Regions from separate parts of the Mus musculus genome. Here all the other regions are linked to region 1. A link is a contact called in public HiChIP or PLAC-seq data. All regions are on one chromosome and are shown on one strand. The core of a region is the stretch at or near the end of the contact, and the rest is flanking DNA. Distances in the headings are between cores, read along the strand shown.

Region 1 (4,879 bases), core at 809-3,308:
TCTTCAGACACTCCAGAAGAGGGCGTCAGATCTCCTTACGGATGGTTGTGAGCCACCATGTGGTTGCTGGGATTTGAACTCAGGACCTTTAGAAGAACAGTTGGGTGCTCTTACCCACTGAGCCACCTCAACAGCCCAACAAGCCTTCTTAATAATAGAGACTTCTACTTGCACTCAGCAAAAGTCAAAGGCACACTAGAAAATATTTAGTTTTAGTTGATGTCAAATTCAGTAATTTTTCTGGACTATGTTTTAAACTGTACTGACATCAGTTGGATCACGTAGGGAAGGGGCTTAATAACTCACAATACAATTTCAAAGACAGAAATGTCTGATTACAAGTGACTAGAATGCAAGTATATGTATGAAGGATGAACAAGTTAAAACCTGCCCCACTTTGCTATAGTAAACATCAATAGACAACAAGTTGGGGTATCTGCAGGTCAGCCTCTGTCACTGTATTACTCAGGCAAACTGTCCTGTTCTCTGCCTTCTAAAGATGACACGTGATGTCTACTGTGGGCACAGGTAGCAGGAAGGCTGGGATACGGTCAGAGGGAGATGAGCTCCGCAAGGCTTCCTCCAGCGAACAGCACTTTCCCATAGAGCTAACGTGGCTTCTACTTCCTCCCTTTATAAAGTGAGAAGCCCAGAACTTGAAAGCAAGCAAGGAAGGAACATCCACACAGTGTGCGGATGCAGCCGGTCAATGTCCTACGCCATCAGGATAATATGGCCTCCTTTGCCAGATTATTGTAGGACCCACATTAATTTTATATTTTTTTTTCAAAATTCATTATAAATCAAGGTTTATGACAATGGATGTATCAGGGGACATGATAGGAGTTTTCAGAAACCTTTTCATAATGAGTGTGACACAGGTAATGTAAAGTAAGCGCCATTCAGCTCTGTATGGCTGTGCGGAGCTACTGAATCAGGAGTTTACCTTACCTACAGTCTTGCTCTCCGGGGTCTCCACTACTCGAGGACAACTAAAACACTAACTGAGCAATTCACACTGGGAGGCTGAGAAGCTCAGAAGGTGAAGTGCTGGCTGCAGAGCAGGAGGCCTGAATGAGACAAAAACTTGAAGGAAAGTGGCTTCCAATTTTTTGCCCTCAAAATCTCAAACAAAAACTGGTCTATATTCATTCACCCAGAGACAGAATAAAGTCGGGGTCAGGAATAATTATGAATTCCTGTACCGATCAGAGGCACGAATGCTAGCCTAGGCAACATAGCAAGTACCAGGCCAGCCTGCAGTCTTAGCATGCAATATGTATTTCCCTCAGTGTATAGCACCCAACGAAGCAAACAGGTAGTTCAAATTCCACTAGGCATTATGAGGTTCCAAGACTCTAGACCGTGAGGATTTCACCTTTGCAGCCCCTGTGCTTGGCAGGTTATTCGACATAGTATATTCACTTAACTTCAGCTTTTCCAAGTCAAGTAAAAACGAAGTTTATTTAAACTTTAAAAAACTTTTTTTTTTTGTAGCTGAAAATTCACTGGGAGAAGGTTTTGTGTTTCTGGGCCACCTGAAAGGGCGAGAGCTAGCATGTCAGGCTGTCACTGTATATCCCAGGATGACAACATCGGGGCTCACATGTGAATAAATGAATGCATGCATAGTTTTCATGCTCCACACAGAGAGAAACAAAAGCCAGCGAGCACTGCACTTCACCCTAAGAGCTCACATCACAGACATGTACAACAAAGCTACTGTAAAGCCATGTGGGAAGCCATGCTTTAGACCTTAGGTATAAGCAGCCGCGTGCACTGGGGCAGTGTTGTTTTAGATCCCAGAAACACCTGCGCTCGCTCCTGCCGTGCCTCTTCTGACAACAAAGCACTGGCCTTCGCAGTGCTTTCTGGGAAGGCCCGGACACAGCCTCACTAGGATTGTGTGCTTTTGCTCTTGCCTGAGAGACAGACCATATAAATCAGTGTCTAAAGCAAGAGGTCAGTCTTTCATGCTTTCTATAAAGCTGCTTAGCTCTTTCTCCCTCTGCTTCACAGACACTCAACAGTCTCACCCCACACTGTGTGCCCAACAGGAGCCCCAGAGGGGCAAAGCAGGACCGGCTTTAGCAGCAGCCCTTCCCGCTGCTCCCAGCAGGGGCTCTCACTAAAGAGGGCACTTAGGCTCATGATTCAGGAGAACCTAGTATCAGGCTTGCTTCCTTTCCTGTCACACCAGGTTTCACTCCTCTGCAGCCCCTTTATCAGGTAAAACAGCTACTTTACTAATACTCCAATTTACTTACCACAGAGCTGAGACCTTCCTAATCGACACCAAAGTTTGGATAAAAATGAAGAATTCCTGTGGCATTTGTTAAGAGACTTTAATTATGTACAGGTGTGTATCTGCATGTGGGTATGCGTACATGAGACCAGAAGCACTGGGTCCACTGAGGCTGGAGTTAAGACAGTTAGGAGCTCCCTGACACGGGTGCTGGGAACTCAACGGATCCTCTGAACGAGTAGCAAGTACTCTTAATGCCTGAGCAATCTCTCCATCCTCCTCCCAAGATGTCTCTTATTTAAAGCTGGGCTGCTGGGCTGCTGGTGTGCGTCAGTGGTAAAGAGGCCAGCTTAGCATGTCAAGGCCCCACAAGACTGACCAAAAAACATACCACGAAGACAGTGTGTCTGTGTGTGGGACCACGAGAAGAGCCCAGCTCCACAGCATGAGGACCAGGTAATGGGGCAGCCTGTATCCCAGCCTGCGAGGTCAAGGCAAGAGGGAGGGAATCTAATGTAGCCTACACTGTGCAGCAAGTACGGGGCCAGCAGGACCAGGTGAAACCGTTTCCCCCAACACAAAACAACACAGAACAAAACAACAAAAAGAATGAAATCCTGACGGGTCAAACTAGGTAAGACTGGGTGAAATAAGCCAGGCACCAAAGAACATTGTGCCAATCACCTGAGAGCTAAAAACATCAATGTCAGAAAACAATGGTTACCACAGGGTAGGAAAAGGAGGGAGGGGTAAGGAGAGGGTGGGTGAGTGGGTACAGCACACAGTAAAGTGCCCAGCGCTCTTCTGCACAATAGGTGACTGCAATTCATAACAACTCTTTTGTGTACTTCAAAATAGCTACAAGAGGACGCTGAGTGTTCCTAACACCGAGAAACAATAAATACAGGAGGAGATGTGTATGCTAATTACTGATTTGACTATTAAATACTTCTTACAATAGCACATCACACCTGTAAATACATACACTTACATGTTTTTATAAAGAGCTGGAAAAAACAGTTAAGTACCAAATAACACAAAACTGGACTATTAAAGTCAGATGGAGTAGCAGGGGCAGTGGCAGCACTGGGGGCAGAGGCTCTCTGCTGCTGACACAACGCGGAGCACACTCCGATGAGCACTCTACACTTAGCACAGGTCTGTACTAAAATGCACCAAACAAGGCTTTCTAAAACATGACAGAACTGTACGGAGAAGACAGGTCACCCCAACAGCCACGCACTAAGCTCATGTGCAAGGTCAAATCCAATACACTGCATCCAGAGTAATAAGGAAATACATGTTCACCAATTCTGCTGTGCAAGGAATCACCAGAAGGGGGCAGTGTGTGTGAGTGTATGTACAGAACTTCTTATACCTTCTGTTCAAACTTTGCTAAAATCTAACCCTAACATATAAAGGTTTTCTTTTAATTTTTATTATTTGTTTATGTGTATGCACCCAAGGAAATAGAGAGGTGTCAGCTCCCTGAAGGTGGAGTTTCAGACAGTTCAATTCCCAGACCTGATGTGGGTACTGGGAATTGAACTTGGGTCCTCAGCAGAAACAGTTTCCTCCAGCTGGAAGCTTGTTAATTTTCAAAAGGGTACCACATGGGCTGGGCGTGGGGGTGCACACCTTTACTCCCAGCACTCAGGAGGCAGTGACAGGCATATTTCTACAAGTTCCAGGACAGCCTGGTCTACACAGAGAAACTCTGCTTCAAAAAACCAAAAGTACATTGATGAAATTCATGTAATTCATTAAGTAGTAAATTAAAAGGGGGGAATTATTTTACAGACTACAGAAAGAAACTTAATGATAAAATTCAGCACTCACTCACTACTGAAGCCCTCATCAGCCTTGTAGTAGAGAATCACCTTTATCTAAATCCCTAATTCTCAAACAACATCTGCTGAAGAAGACTAAAAGCAGGAGCTTTGAAGTCTGCAGACAAGTTGCTTCTACCATACTAGAGCTGCCAGCCAACGGTATAGAGTCGGTGGGGCTGCGTGTATGCTAGCACACGCTTTAATCCCAGCTTATGAAGGAAAAGGCAAGAGGATCTCCGAGTCTGAGGTTAGTCTGATCTACAGCTACACAGTGACCTCCAGGACCACCAGGGCTACAGAGTGAGACCCTGTCTTTAAGGGGGGGGGTGGGGTGGGGGGGTGTTCTCTAGGATTTCTGCTTCAAGCTCCTGCCCCGACACCTGTCAAGAACTTGGAAGTTCCCTCCCATAAGTTACCTTTGATCGGTGTCCTTCACAGCAACAGAAAGCTAACTAGACTCCCTTTTTCTATGTCAATTTTCTCAGTTACCTCGTCACACTGAGGGAAAGCTAACACAGTAAAGCCTGGAGTTCAATTCTGCAGTACCAAATTAAAAACAAAAAATAAAGCCTGACTTGTATTGCACAATTGTTTAATTACACAGATTATTTTAACAGTCTTACTACTTTCATTGCAGCAAGTCTGACTGAAGAGTGGAGGGAAGAAAAATAATTGATGTTAATTATTCTTCATGTACAGCCCCTGTCTATGAGCTTAATGTCATTTTTATAACGATTCCCAGGGGCTTCTGGGGATTTGTAGCCTTCCACTGTTGTCATTCCTACACGGCTGCCTCAGCCAA
Region 2 (4,879 bases), core at 1,671-4,170, 250 kb after region 1:
AGCAGAGGCCTAGATTCAGAGTAGAGTTTCAACCGAGACCCTGGTTTGTAGGAACAGAAGACTCCAAGACATTGCTGCTCCAAATGACCCATGGTTTCATGGAGCCTGAAGCTATGGAGAATATGACTGACACAAGTCAGAAGCCAGTGTGATGGCCAAGTGTAAGGATTAACTGAGGGACAAGACTATCAGAGTCAGTGGCATCTTCCAGTAATGGCCCTGGTACACATAGGCAGTGTCGCCTGGTGAGTGTGCTATTTATTGCCAAGGAGTACCATCCATGTAGCAAAATTCTCTCCTAATTAATTGATTGGATAATAAAGATGACAAGAAGCCAATCACTGGGCAAGGAGGAGGCGGGTCTTCTGGGTCTGAGAAAGGAAGAGGGAACACAGGAGGAGGGTATTTCCTTTTGGACATTGAGGGGAGGGAAAGCAGATATGGTGGTGGAATCCACCAGAATCCGTCACCAGATTTCTAACATGGGATAGTTAATGAGTTTAGGATGCTAGACACTGCTCCCAATGGTTGTGTTATCTGTTGATTCTAAACTAGATTGTCTGGTGTTTTCCATTTCTCAGCGACTCAACTGAACTCCAGGGGAAAGGTAACAGCGGAGCCTGGGTTGGTGAAAGTGCACCCCAGCTAGCCACGGAAATTTGGGAGTGCTGAGCGGTTTGACAGCAGCTAGCCACAGGGGTTGGATGACTGGGAATACTGCTGCAAGCGAACCGAAGGAAGTTGGGCAAAGGAAGTTGGGCGGACCACCGCTTAGGGATAGCCATGGGGGTGGGGAGACCATTGCGGCCAGTGAGTAGCCAGCGATATTGTGGGCTGATTTTTAATAACTACAGGCAACACATTCAGGCGTTTGGAGCTGTACTGGAACTGTGGAAGCCTCCTGCTTTGAGTAATAAACAGTTACTAGGTTCTCAGCCACCCAGCATGCAACAGCCATTATTGAATACCTCCCCATCTCCTATTGTGTGAACCATCCACTAAGCCCCCTTGTCTACACACCATTCTATTGACTTTGCTCCTCTAGAGAACCCTACTTAACCCATCGAGTACTGACATCTCACTTCTATCCATTTTGAACTTGCTCTGTCTGCTGTGGCTTAGCACTACTAGCCAAGGACCCAGAGGCACTCAGATTGCCAGAGACCCCAGTGTGCCACTTATGACATGGTTCTGTCATGCAGTGATGTGTGAGATATACCCACATGCCCTATGAGGGAAGCAGAGCCTACCGGACTCTATCAAAAATACTGCTCAAATTGGGAGCTGAACTAAATCAGGCAAGAACTTGTGCTGGTTTTATTCTGATGCTTTCAGCTCTCGAGTGACTCTCTGCTTACCTTTTGGGGAAAATCAGTAATTACCAATCCAATGCTCTCTATATACCAGGTATCCCACATACCTTGCACAAAAATGAGACGAAAATTATGCCAGTTTCCTTTAGATTATAGGAGCACAGCTAATAAAGACTCTCAGGCAGAATTTTTTATATTAATTGAAATATTTGGAAATACAGAAGGCCTGTTTGTCATCTTTTGCTCTGAGAGACAGCCAGTTCAGAGTTTGCAGAGAGCTGTCATCATTAGCTTAATAGTCAACTTGATGCAGCCTGAAGCCACCTGAGAAGGGAATCGCAGACTGGCCCATAGGCATATGTGTAGGGGATTGTCTTGGTTGTTAATTGATGAACGAGGGCAGGCTGTGCCATTAAGTTTCCTGAGCAGCTGGCCCTAGCTGTATAGGAAAGCTAGCATGAGCCAGTGTGGGAGCAGGCAAGCAGCATCACACCATGATTTCTGGTTCAGTTTCTGTCCTGACTTCCCTCAATGATGGACTATGATTTGGAAGCTGCTATTTAGGAAGGGGACAGATTGCACCCATAGGGAGAAGCAGGCACTTGCAAGTGGACATGAGGGACTAGACACTGGAAACCAGGTGTGGGCGGGACAGCTGGAGCCCAGGTCTTGGGATCTTGACAAGTTAAAACCATAGTGTGGGGTACCACAGATGACTCCACATGCAGCAGCTTGCAAGAAGGCGTGGTTTAGACACTTGTTCTTGGTTAGATGCTTTGTGACAACAGAAATCAGACTGGGCCAGGAGCCCAGTGAATTTATTAGAGGAAAAGCATGAAAATTTCCCAGAAGACTTGGGCCTCTTGGCATTAAGGGTAGGTTAGACTTTAAGAGTTTACATGGAATACTTTGTTAATGGGAGTATTTGGATACAAATTACTTTCCCTGGAAAGACACTTGGCTATATGATAATCCTGCGATGATGCAGTGTGAGCTTTTTATACCTTTATAACTTAGTGTTTGTGGTCAATAACTGATTTGGAACTTGGGTGTGGAAAGATAAGGTAACTCCCTTATTGATGAGCAGTTGAGATTTGAGTTCAAAGGCTATGCTTCTAATGGCTGAGCATTGCGACTGGTTCTTCATCACATCCTGTAGAAAGCTGTAACATCAGAAGGTTCACCCTGTTGAGGAAGGGAGCAGTTTGCACCCTTAGGCAGAAGCAAAGGCTGTGTGTAGGCACGAAGGAGTGGAGTCTGGAAACCAGATGTGGGGTGGCCCATTCTCAGCCTGGACCTCAGGGACTGTGATGAGTGGGAGCCATAGGGTGGGGTACCATAGATGACTCCAGATGCCGCAGCCAGTGATCGAGTATGGCTGAAGCAGAAAATAGGTTGTCATGGAAACAGGCAAACCCAAAGGCCAGAACTTGGGAGTCCAAACCAGGTCAGACTGAGATGGTATCTGAGGCCACAGCTGGAGCAAAGGGGACACACACAGGACCCTGGCAGACAGATTTCCTGACTGCCTGGCTGCTGCAGCTCAGCTGCTTCTCGTTCCTGCTGGCTGCACACTGGCGCCTGCTGCCCCTGGAGAGCCTTATGGTCTTTCTCTCTCTACTGGCAAGGAAACCCGCCTCTTCAGAGCTCCGCATTACCTCAGTTGCTGGCTCCGGCTTCCTGGAATCTGTGAGAAGCTCCTGGAAGGACCGTTCAGGCTTCAAGCAAATTTAACTATGGTCCCTTTCTCCCCCTGTGTGGGACTAAGCCTGGTTGAGAGTCAACATTTTTCTCCGGGGTGTCAGCCCTTGAGTAGTTAGTCACAGAGACTGGCTCAGAATCTAGAGACTTAAGGAACAAATGTTTGGCAGGAGGGGGAGGGGAGGTGGGGTGGTGGTGGGTGGACAGATAGTCTGCATTTGAAAAACATCCCCAAGTGCTGCCACAATGCAAAGACTACTCTTAGCTTCCCATTGAGTCTCATTTAAATCTTGCTGGTCCTCCCTGCTGACTGGTCCTTAGACAGCTGGGAGGGGGGCCTTCCTGTAGTGCTGGCCCCAGAGGGAGCTTTCATCCCTGGACCTCTCAACTCTAGTCTTGTACATTTTGAAATTATAATTTGTGAATGGTTTTTTGAGATCATAATGTAATTGCATCATTTATCCACTTCCCTTTCCTCTTCCAGCCCCGCCCACAAACCCTCCCTGTTCACCTCAAATTTATGACCTATTTACTTTAATTGTTGTTGCATAAATATGTATTCCTAAATATATAAATACAACCTGCTCAGTCTACATAATGTTGCCTCTCTGTCGGTTTCAGGGCTGGCCATTGGGTGTTGGGTACCCAGTTGATGCGCTCACCCCTGAGGACGACGGCGTCTCCCACCCGTGGCATTTCTTAATTTCCTGTAGTTCTTTGTGTCGGGCCAAGGTCTCATGAATTTTCTCCTTTCCCGGTTACCGCGTCTGTAGGTGTTGCCCTTGCTTACGTCACACGTAGGCAGCCATTTCTGTGAGATTGCATATGCGTAGCTTCTCTGACTTTTTTTCAGAGACACAGTCTCACGGTAAACTCTCTGCTTCTCTGGCTCTTAAATATTCCTCCGGCCTCTTCCACATGGATCCCTCAGTCTTACGCTGTAGATGTAGTTAGACCTCTGCTCGCCTCCTATTCTCCAGTGCCCTGGCTTTGCCAGACCTCCAGACTCTCTGATGAACCTCACTTTCTTTCCTTTTGATCAAAAATGTTTCTTTGGTTAATTTCTCATAATCCTCCTATAGCCAGCTTTGGCACGGTCTGTACAAATGAGCCACCCTAAAGTTCTCTGGACGGCATAATTTATTCATAAGGTATTTGGACCTTCTGATTCCAGGGATATTTTTGTATAACATCATTTTATTTAACTTCCCTCTTAAGGCAGTGAGATGGCTCAATGGTTAAAGGTTCTTGTCTCCGAAATCTGGTGACATGAGTTGGATCTTCCAGATGCACAGGGTAAGCAGAGAGGACCAGTTTCTGCAAGTTGTACTCTGACATCTTACAGTGGTGACCACTCATACACAGACTCAAAATAAACTTAAATAAATAAAAAAAACCTTTATGTATTAGAATTAAAATAGAGTCACTTAGCTGGGCACCATGGTCCAGGCAAGCCTTTATTTCTTCCACTTGGAAGTTTGAAGCAGTGGAGTTTCTATGAGTTCAAGGATAGCCTTGGTTGGCAGTGTAGGACCGCACAACCACTCCTGCAAAGAAATAGAGTCATTTCCATCAAATTCTCATAACATGGGAGGAGGGTGACTTGACAGGCAGGCCTTCATATATGCTTATGTGACAATAAGACCCTTTGCAGAGTCTCTGAGACTCCATGTGTACACGGGGGGAGTGGGGGGCAGTTCAAACAAATGCTCTAGAAAAGCTGGTTCTATGAAAACATCTCTCCATCAGCATTAACACTGAGTAATGGCCAACTCTTGCCGGGGACAGCCATAAGCAAGCAACCTTCAGGGCTGCTTATGAGGAATTATGGTGTCTCCATCTTAGGCTTAAAAGCCACTGTAAAG
Region 3 (4,879 bases), core at 1,151-3,650, 130 kb before region 1:
TCAGACACAAGGCAACCCCCTGGCCTCAACCTCCCTAGTGCTAGGACTGTGGTGTTAGCTATCATATGTGGTGAAGCCTTCCGTTTCTTTTCTTTTTTGGGGGCGGGGGGGGGGGGGGGAGGGGCAAGGTTTCTCTGTGTAGCCCTGGCTGCCTGGAACTTGCATTGTACACTAGGCTGGCCTCAAACTCAGGGATCTGCCTGCCTCTGCCTCCAGAGTGCAAGGATTTAAGGTCTATACTACCACCAACATCTGGCTCTAAATACTAAAATTAAAAGATGGTATTTCAGGCTGGAAAGATGGCTGACTGATTCTCAGCTGGAGGCGCACAACGGCCTTTAACAGTTCCAGGGGCTCTGCTGCCTTCTGGCCTCCACAGGCACAAGTCACACAGATGAACATGGAGGCAGAACACCAGCACACATAAAGTTTTTTTAAAAATCTTAATAATAAGAAAAGAAAGGATATGTGGAAACAGGTTTCCTCACGCATTATTGGCATACACAGTAATCTTTTATGAGACCAATCTGGCCGTAGTCTTTAGAATGGAGTACATACTAACTCTTTACACTGTGGGACCTGGTGGAACGATGCCTGTTACAGAGTGACTCACAGACAGTAACAGAGAGAGCTGCAGATACAGCACACATTCACCGACATGAAGCACAGTTAGTCCCTGCAGTTAATCTCTCTTAGGCAGCTACTACTACATTTGGGGCGGGGAAAGCCAACAAGATCAGTTACCATGGTAATGGTAGCAGGAACTGCACTCATTGGTTAGAACCAAGAAAAGACAAGAAGGTGATGTTGACATATGTTGATATGCCACATACATGAATGAAACTTTCAAAATATAAATAAAAGATTTATTAAAAGGTAGCCGGGAAGCAGAGCTGGAGAGATGGCTCAGAGGTTAAGAGCACCGGTTGCTTTTCCAGAGGTCCTGAGTTCAATTCCTAGCAACCACATGGTGGCTCACAGCCATCTGTAATGAGATCTGATGCCCTCTTCTGGCCTGCAGATGTATATGCAGCAGAGCACTCACATTAAATAAATAAAAAATTTTAAAAGTGGGGGGAGCAAATTGAGAAAAAGGGGTGTAGGATCACTTCCGTTTTTGTCCCCACACTAGGAAGACTCAGAAGGGGAGAGTCGCTGAAGTCCCTTCAGCTTCACTCACTCAGGTCAGGGTTTGTGTGGCGGTGGCTGCCAGAATTGCTGCTTTTGGTTTATTAAGTTATGTACCATTCAGTGGCTCAGAGGGCTGGTTTCTGGTGATAGACTCTATTGAGGTGCAAATGTAACGCCATCTTTCCATTTAGACACCGCTGTGCAGAGCTGACCCACCTGTTTCTGAAGAGCCTCTTTGCTGTTTGTGTTTGCTCAACCCCTCCATGACATCTTGAATTCTCCAGAGCTCCTTTTGAATCTGTGCCCGTTGAATTCCTGCCGACTCACTCTATCAGCAAAGACGACAGATCACTGTAGTGCTTGCGTGGGGCAGGCCCGTGGACTCATGCATTTGAACCCTGGGTGTCTGCTGGCGGGGCCTTGATAAAGGCAGTCCACACTGGGTGGGAGCGTTGATGCTTTACAGCTGGGCCCGTCCTCGTTCTCTCCCTCCCGAGCTCTGGCCAGCCTCCAGGCCTTCCTGCCGTGATGGAACCAAGGCAGAGGGCCAGAAGAAACCCTTTCTCCACTAAGTTGCTTTTTGTTAGGGTTTTCTATGACAGCAACAGGAAAATAACTAACTCAATAACAACTTACGAAAACCGTCAACCTTATAAGTTCTACTAGTCATAAATAAACAATTAGAGCGGCCGAGGGCTAAGTCCCAGGGTATTTAGCGTAACACACACGAGGCAAACAGTAAAGCTGTGCCAGGCGTGGTAGTGCACACCTTTAATCCCAGCACTCAGGAGGCAGAGGTAGGCTGATTTCTGAGTTCAAGGCCAGCCTGGTCTACAAAGTGAGCTCCAGGACAGCCAGGGCTATACAGAGAAACCCTGTCTCAAAAAACAAAACAAAAAATCCCAAAAAACCCCCAAACAAACAAACAAACAAAAACCAGTAAAGCTGTGCATGTCCATCACGGCAGGAAGGCCTGGAGGCTGGCCCGAGCTCGGGAGAAGAGAAGGAAAGCCAAGGAGTTCTCCATGGGCTACCTCGGCTACAGATCACTTTCTCTGGTTTCACATACAGCCAAGCCAACGGTGGGCTGCAGATCAGTGGCAGGAAGTCATTTGTCCTGCATGCACAAGGCTCTCGCACAGCAGCAGCGCTGGATTTAAGAAAGAGTCACTACCGTGTAACTGCTGCTCAGTTACAGCTGCTGCTGCAGGCGTGGGCGTGCGCAGCCCAGGAGCAGAGCTGAGGACACTTATGCCCCATCACCTCCTCCCAACCTTCCTGTACAGGGAGGGAAGGCACTGTATTACTTGTGGTTTCATGGTTCACTGACAGGCATGGGACATGTTCTGAGGATCAGGGCTCCTGCACTACTTCCTAAATTCTAAAACATAAAAAACAATCCCCCATAATCAGCTTCCAAACGCTGACACCATTGCATACACTAGCAAGATTTTATCGAAAGGACCCAGATGTAGCTGTCTCTTGTGAGACTATGCCGGGGCCTAGCAAACACAGAAGTGGATGCTCACAGTCAGCTATTGGATGGGTCACAGGGCCCTCAATGGAGGAGCTAGAGAAAGTAACCAAGGAGCTAAAGGGATCTGCAACCCTATAGGTGGAACAACATTATGAACTAACCAGTACCTCGGAGCTCTTGACTCTAGCTGCATATGTATCAAAAGATGGCCTAGTCGGCCATCACTGCAAAGAGAGGCCCATTGGACTTGCAAACTTTATATGCCCCAGTACAGGGGAACGCCAGGGCCAAGGAGTGGGAGTGGGTGGGTGGGGGAGTGGGGGGGGGAGTGTGTTGGGGACTTTTTGGATAGCATTGGAAATGTAAATGAGGAAAATACCTAATAAAAACAATTAATTCTAAAAAAAACAAAACAAAAAAAAAAAAACAAACAATCCCCACTTGATTGACGGAAGTAAGTAAGTGTGTTTCCAATACAAACATTTCATCCCAGCCACTTTTACTCTATTCTGGTACATTCACTTTCTTCTTCTTCTTCTTCTTCTTTTTTTTTTTTTTTTTGGTTTTTCAAGACAGGGTTTCTCTGTGTAGCCCTGGCTGTCCTGGAACTCACTTTGTAGACCAGGCTGGTCTCGAACTCAGAAATCCTCTTGCCTCTGCCTCCCAAGTGCTGGGATTAAAGGTGTGCGCCACCACTACCTGGCCTACATTCTGTATCATGCTTTCTTATTTAAACATTTTGTATCATGCTTTAAGTTAAAACCACACAGTTTCAAGACTCTGTTATACTTATATGACCCTTGCAGGGAAATCCATTTGTCTTGGGGCTGGAATGATAGCTTAGCACTTAAGAGAGCTTGCTGTCCTTCCAAAAACCACACGTTAGTAGCTCACAACCACCTGTTACACAAAGTCCAGGGTCCATGACCTCTGAGGTATCCACACATGTGGCACACACTGTCCACATACAATGTCCTGTTGCTGTGAGAGAGGGAACACCATGGCCACAGCCAAACTCTTCCTATCTTATTTTTTTCTGAGACAGGGTTTCTCTGTGTAACTCCGGCTGACCCCAAACCCAAAACTCACAGAGATCCACCTACCTCTGCCTCCTGAGCGCTGGGTGGTGAGAACCAATGCTGCCTGGTGGCTTGCTTTGGGGGGCAAACTCTTCTAAAAAGAAAGTACTTGACTGGGGACTTGCTTACAGTTTCCGATGGTTAGTCCCTGACTATCATGGCTGGATACAGACAGGCACAGTGCTGAAGTAGTGCCTGACAGTCACACTGAGCCTGCTGTGGCTGCTGCTGCTGCTTCTTTTTTTATATTTATTTATCTCATGGATGTGGGTACACTGGCGCTGTCTTCAGACAGACTAGAAGAGAGCATCAAATCCCATTATAGATGGTTGTGAGCCACCATGTGGTTGCTGGGAGTTGAACTCAGGACCTCTGGAAGAGCAGCCAGTGCTCTTAACCAGAGTCTTCTCTCCAGCCCCCGCTGTGGCTTTTGAAGCCCCAAAGCCCACCCACAATAACATAAGTCCTCTAACTTGTTGAGGAAGTGTGTCACTGTTGTGGGCTCTGATGGCTCTTAGTGCTCAAGTTCTGACCAGTGAGGAAGAGAGTCCCCTCCTGACTGTCTGCAGAATTCAGTCTCTCCTGGCTGCCTTCAGATCAAGATATAGAACTCTCAGCACCTTCTCCAGCATCAAGTTGGCTTGCACCCTGCCTTGTTTCCTGCCATGATAATGTACTGAACTCTGAAATGTAAACCCCAATTAAATGATGTCCTTCATAAGAGCTGCCTTGGCCATGGTGTCTCTTCACAGCAATAAAACCCAAACTCAGACAGGGAGTATCTCACTAAGCAGCCCTGCTGGCCTGGAACTGTTTGGAGCCTAAGCTCTGGCTCTGCCTGCCTGCTGAACTCTGGGACTGCAGCTGTTTACCATCCTTCCTGGTTACAGGTCTGTTCTCAGTGTCTATTTGCCTGAAACCTGTCAATGCCTCAAGTATTACAAAGCACACAGAAGGACTCAGGAGTGAAAGCTCAGGAGAAAAACGACAGACAGGGAGAGAAGATTAACCATGCAAGCCAGAAACTTGCATGCCTGTAGAGTATAAAGTCTGTACAGATACATGTTTTTGGCAACCTAAAATTTGTACAAGTTTCATGTTTTAAGGTTTAGTTATATTTTGTGTGGGTGTGTATGGTGGTGGTTTGAATGAAAATGGCCAACATAAGCTCATATATTTGAATGCTTAATCA

The links. HiChIP or PLAC-seq counts read pairs in DNA pulled down with a chosen protein or histone mark.
Region 2: an H3K4me3 HiChIP or PLAC-seq map of embryonic stem cells shows a contact between it and region 1, with 3 times the contacts expected there. The contact joins two enhancer-like sites. A contact is called at or near these places in 2 of 484 Hi-C or Micro-C datasets (both in liver), 9 of 115 datasets of contacts at active chromatin or transcription factors (all in embryonic stem cells) and 2 of 9 other capture datasets (adipose tissue and embryonic stem cells).
Region 3: an H3K27ac HiChIP or PLAC-seq map of embryonic stem cells shows a contact between it and region 1, with 5 read pairs. The contact joins two enhancer-like sites. A contact is called at or near these places in 1 of 115 datasets of contacts at active chromatin or transcription factors (embryonic stem cells) and 3 of 9 other capture datasets (adipose tissue, liver and pancreatic islet).

Annotation. Positions count from the first base shown.
Region 1 is chr6:140,442,235-140,447,113 of GRCm38.p6, reverse strand. All of the region lies in intron 3 of Plekha5 (pleckstrin homology domain containing, family A member 5), which reads right to left. Among named protein-coding and RNA genes, the nearest start is that of Plekha5, 21 kb to the right of the region's middle. Within about 2 kb of position 2,058, at least 41 of the 459 cell types and tissues checked have an H3K27ac peak or open chromatin away from gene starts, as enhancers often do. A contact at or near this core is called in embryonic stem cells, where this site is marked.
Region 2 is chr6:140,191,637-140,196,515 of GRCm38.p6, reverse strand. No RefSeq gene overlaps it. Among named protein-coding and RNA genes, the nearest start is that of Gm38917, 92 kb to the left of the region's middle. Within about 2 kb of position 2,920, at least 45 of the 459 cell types and tissues checked have an H3K27ac peak or open chromatin away from gene starts, as enhancers often do. A contact at or near this core is called in embryonic stem cells, where this site is marked.
Region 3 is chr6:140,573,807-140,578,685 of GRCm38.p6, reverse strand. Plekha5 (pleckstrin homology domain containing, family A member 5) reads right to left here. Exons shown (of 31, transcript NM_144920.3): 22 at 1,348-1,459. Among named protein-coding and RNA genes, the nearest start is that of Aebp2, 47 kb to the left of the region's middle. Within about 2 kb of position 2,400, at least 32 of the 459 cell types and tissues checked have an H3K27ac peak or open chromatin away from gene starts, as enhancers often do. A contact at or near this core is called in embryonic stem cells, where this site is marked.